Regions from separate parts of the Astyanax mexicanus genome. Here region 1 is linked to region 2. Evidence: chromatin contacts called from public Hi-C data. All regions are on one chromosome and are shown on one strand. The core of a region is the stretch at or near the end of the contact, and the rest is flanking DNA. Distances in the headings are between cores, read along the strand shown.

The links. A called contact is a pair of places that touch in the nucleus more often than the background predicts.
Region 1: a contact with region 2 is called in a Hi-C map of muscle, with 13 times the contacts expected there. The contact joins the enhancer-like site here to the promoter of adam10a in region 2. A contact is called at or near these places in 3 of 3 Hi-C or Micro-C datasets (blood and muscle).

What each region holds. Positions count from the first base shown.
Region 1 is chr23:31,318,055-31,320,754 of AstMex3_surface, forward strand. All of the region lies in intron 4 of adam10a (ADAM metallopeptidase domain 10a), which reads left to right. Among protein-coding and RNA genes, the nearest start is that of LOC111190381, 42 kb to the right of the region's middle. Within about 2 kb of position 1,342, the one cell type or tissue checked has an H3K27ac peak away from gene starts, as active enhancers do.
Region 2 is chr23:31,191,332-31,194,031 of AstMex3_surface, forward strand. It overlaps adam10a (ADAM metallopeptidase domain 10a), which reads left to right and starts at 1,402. Exons shown (of 16, transcript XM_049471154.1): 1 at 1,402-1,541. The coding sequence starts at 1,475.

The DNA.
Region 1 (2,700 bases), core at 92-2,591, 130 kb after region 2:
AGCATCCAGTGCTCGTTTGACTGAAAATGTTTTTTTTTTAAGAATTACAGTTTTGTTTACATAGCTTAACTTTACTGAACCCCCCCACCACCACCCAGCGGCGAGACCTGCTGAATTAGAAGGAAAACATGGCTACACCTCTTTTCCTTACTAGTGTCGCATAATACAAATTATAATATGGTGCACCTACGATACGATACACTCACTGTACGCTCATTTTGTACCATTTCAGGTTATTCACTGGACCTGAGGAGCTTGAAATGACATTGTAGCTGTAATATAATAAGAAAATGATTAATTGTAGATGATTTTGATTCATTTGTCTGTGGCATTCAAAACCTCAGTGCCTGATTCTGATCTACTATGTTTTATATGATGTGGCTGAGACTCATTATAAGCTCTGAGCTGATTTTCAGTCTCTAGCTACACATTTGTGGAAGTCAGGCAGGAAACTGGAGTTATTATTCCTCTAATAGTGCACTGTATTGTCATCATAATCAACAGTTTAGCTTCTGAGTGAGAAATGGTGTGAGAGAATTGCTTTGAAGCTGTAAAAGCCCTTGTGCTCTTTTAAATAGCAGTGAGAAGAGCACTAAAAGCAATTTCTCTCTCTTACTCAACCACACACACACACACACACACACTCACACACACACTCACACACACACACTCTCCACCTAGTTAATAAAGCAGAGAGAGAAGTAGAAGTGGAATTGACTTGATACAATAGAATTGAGCTATAGTATATATCCAAATGTTTGTGGACGTCCCTTTTAATGAATGCATTCAGGTACTTTAAGTTGCACCCATTGCTGACACACATGTGCAATTGCACACACAAATGACCAGCTCATCTAAACACTGTAGATAAGTACTGAATATACAATTTAATACAAACATGGACCTTTTGGTTCTTAATTGACTAATGTCGGGGGTAGAAAGCCCCCAGTATTGAGCTGTGGAGCAGTGGAACTGTGTTCTCTGGACTGATGGAGCTCCATACTTTTGGATGGGATGAGTTGGGGTGTTGTGGTTGGTTGGTAATCAGTAGCCAACATTCTGACCCGACTAAAGATCTATTTGGTTTTTGAATGCAACCAGACCCTCACAGCAATAGTTCAAAATCTGTTACAAAGTTTTCTCTGGACAGTAAAGATATCAAAGTTAATCTATCAAAATCAGGATAAACCTTGATTTCAGAAGAAACTAAGTGCATGAGCAGGTGCCTCAATGCATTTGGCTATAAAGCGTGTTGTGCTTACATTTGTTTGATTCTTTAAAGTGGTAGTTAGAATTATTTTATATTAATTAATTAATTAACTTAGTTTTTAAACTAAAAACAGAAGCATTTCTGAGTGGAGAAGGGACAAAATATTGTGTTTAATGGTACAAGTGTGCTGGACCAACCATCCCTGCTAAGCCTAATAATATATTCATTCTCAAAACTGGGGTGTCGGGTCGCTTTTCACGGGAGTTCCTCTGGCTACATCACGTGTCTTTGCGTACTTACGTCACATGTGCGGCTGGTGGAGCAATGGAGACTTCAGAAGAGGAAACTCGGAGCTCAGTAGCTCATTCACTCATAGTAAAAACAGTGTGTAGTTAAAGTGAAGTTTCTGATTGAGCGCTCTCTCTCTCTCTCTCTCTGACTGAACATAACCTGGAATCGGATTCATCCGCTCTGAAAGGAGACCGCATCACACCCGCCCAGTTTAAAATGATTCTTCCACATGCTCTGTGCAATTACCCATTCTCACCAGAGTGGGCCCTAAATAAAAACTTACGGACATCAGCTTTAAATATGTAAAGAAGAACCTTAATTGTTACAATATCATACTAATTACTGTGTAAATGGTGTGTGGGATAGTGTAGGGTCGGTGTGTGGTGTGTGGGAGGGAATAGGGGAAGTAGGACGGCTGGTACTGACCCGTGTGAGGACAGGGTGGGTATGAGGGCACAGTCAGGGTAGAGGAAGAGGGGGTTATCCGGAGACCGGTCATACACACGGTCAACTGCAGATCTGTACGGAAATGATTAACACACAATCCCACACACACGCATTCATTCACACACACACACACACACACACACACATGGCAGGCAGAGGGAGTGTTGGAGATAACGGTGTGGGTGTGTTTGCTTTTCTACATTTCAGGACAAAAGTTCAGCTTTCAGCTCTGTAGGAAATTCAGAGTGAATAGTAGAGGACTAACACACACACACACATGCACTTTTACACACACTTGATTTTGTCATTCTGGATGTGGTCGTATTTTGTGTTCTTTTAACTCTCCTGTTATGTTCATTTGTCAGGAAAAGTAATGGTGTTCCAGGGTCATTTTGACCTGGTGCATGTTTAATTATTTAAAAGATATCTAAAACACAAAAAAGTCCTTACAAGCAGGGTAAATATTTTTTACTCCTTTACTAATTATTCTATCAATATTTTTAGTGCAATGACGTTTCTTACCTCTAATAAGTAATGATTCAATTAGGATAATTCACTTATTTTTCATTAAACAATACATGTTCAAACTTTTTTTAGTGTTTCACTACTTTATTAGTTTTGAAAGACCAACATATAAAACAATAGTTTTACATAACATTGAAATATATCACTGCAATTTTGTTTTAGTTTTAGTTTTTGCAGGGGGTGGTTGCAAATATGTGAGATGAACCATTTTCATATTATATGTTGAT
Region 2 (2,700 bases), core at 152-2,651:
TATTTACTTTCAAATAAATATATAATACATACCATTTGATTATCGTCATGCCCTGCATACATAAGATGTCATTTTAAGTTTTTAGTTATACAATTCAGTCCTTATGTTTTTAGTAGGTATAAGTAGCCATGTCACTTTAGGGGCTCTGTACATTTGTACATGTATATTTTATTTCTTTCAAATATGTACATTTAAAATATATTAAGCATAATTAAACATAAAGAGTTTCTTACATTCAGACAAATCAACAAAACCTGCAATTTGACCAGAAATCCTGCAAGTAACATTTGTATTTGAAGGTTTATTTATGTAATTGTGTCCACAGATTAATTTTGTTTTGACCATGAGATCAAATAAAATATTAATTCTGGCCATGCCTTAACTGACAACCACATCATGCTACAATTTATTTATTTAAAATCTGCAATCTTTAGCAAATTAGCATCAATTGTGTATTAAATTAAGTTTGTTTTACATTAAGAAAAATCAACAAAATATGTAATTTAACCAGAAATATAATGTCATGGTTTCATTCATAAAATTGTGGTCACAGATTATGTTTATTATGTATATGAGATTTTTGAGAGTTTTGTAGGCATTACTTTTTTTTTAAAAACAACCACCACTTCATAGTGTCACCTTACATGTGACCCTACCTTTTATTTTACTCATGGAATAAAGTAGTAAACAGTATAAAACGGTTTGCCTTCCACAATCCCCTGATCTAAACCTGATAAACTGAGATGGTGGTTTGAGGTGATTTGGGATGAGCTGTAGCTTCAGGATACTTGGAAAGCTCTGAAGAGGCTTTTTCAGTTTCTGAATCAGTTTCCCTGATTTTGCTATTTATAGGTATAGGTTTAAGTAAAATAAACATTGTTGTTTAATTCGATAAACTACGGACAACATTTCTCCCAAATAAAAAAAAAATATCTTCCAAATAGAAAATAAGAAAATAAGAAATGGCATAAAAAAGATGTAGAGCTTTCAGTCCTTAAATAATGCAAAGAAAACAAGTTTATATTTAAAAGGTTTTAAGAGTTCAGAAATCAATATTTGGTCGAATAACTCTGGTTTTTAATCCGTTTTCATACATCTTGGCATCATGTTCTCCTCCACCAGTCTTACACACTGCTTTTGGATAACTTCATGCCTTTGCTCCTGGTGCAAAAATTCAAGCAGTTCAGTTTGGTTTGATGGCTGTGTTGTGATCATCCATCTTGCTCTTAACTATATTTCAGAGGTTTTTAATTTGGTAATTTTAATTTTTTAAGTGGTCTCTTATTATTTCCAGAGCTGTAAATGTGTTGTTAGTGTGAAGTGGGCGGGGCTACCCCTCCCTTTTCTGACGTTAGCTCGTTTTACGTCACTCCCTTGGAGACGGGATCTGGTGCCGCAGAGCAGCAGCAGCTGCCGTAAAGGCTTGAGCAGAGAGTGACTGGGTGAGAGAGAGGGAGGCGGATGAAGTAGCGCTATGGATTTAACTCACACAGCCTTCATTAAACTATTTCTGCTGCTCTACTACCTAACACACACCACAGGTGAGTCCCGTCTTCATTTACCCGCGATTATTCGCGTTATTCCGACTATTCGGATTAATATTCTGCGGTTAATCAGCCGCGGACTCCGGCTGACTTTCTGTTTCTGAGCGCTGCTGCTGCGGAAGTGCATTTACATCTCAGCTTTCCTCCAAAACAGCGCGGCTTATTTACAAATTTACACAAAAACACACTTTACACAGCCTACAGGAGAGGGTACGGTGCTAATTTGGTGTTTTATGTTTGTAATTTCGGTAAAAAAAGGAGAATAATCTGTTGTTTTGTTGTAGCTGTCAACTAAACCCGCCTAACTCCTAACTCAGTTTATATCCAGCTTTTTGACACAGTATGTTATTAAACGCTTTATGTTCTTAGCAAATCAGCCACAAACTCTCTAACTGACAAGTTTGACATCTAACTTCAATGTTTCTGAACGTGTTTCCTTTAACAGGAGTGACTTAAAGTGGATTAAAACGTCTTAAAATAAAGTGAAAGCCAAATTCTGTGGTGTGTATTCTGTGGTAGGGCTGGGCAGTATGATGAATGTTATCAGTATTGTGATAAACTAGGTTTTGATATAATTTTCTATGTATATCGCTAGAGAACCACTGAAAACCAGCATGTTTTATTGTATAGAGAGCACAGTTAAGTTAGTCCTGTTGCTAACATTTTGAAAACCCTGTTTCTTTATCAATTTGCACAAAATTGTCAACAACGCAGCCTATGAGAGAGGATACTGTGATTATTTGGGGTTTTATGTTTGTAATTTGTGTAAAAATGAGGAGAATAGTATGTAGAGTTTACGCTAGCTTAATGCCACATTTAGTCATTAAACACTTTTTTTCTTAGCAAATTAGCCTCAAACTTTCTAACAAGGATTTAGTGACACGTTAGACATCTAACCTCAATGTTTCTGAACGTGTTTCCTTTAACATGAGTGACTTAAAGTAGGTTAAAACGTCTTAAAATAAAGTGAAAGCCAAATTCTGTGGTGTGTATTCTGTGGTAGGGCTGGGCAGTATGATGATATGTTATCAGTAGCGCAATAAACTAGGTTTTGTTATCATTTTCTATTTATATTGCTGTTAATATCACTAGAGAACCACTGAAAACCAGCGTGTTTTATTGCATAGAGAGCACAGTAAAGTTAGTCCTGTTGACA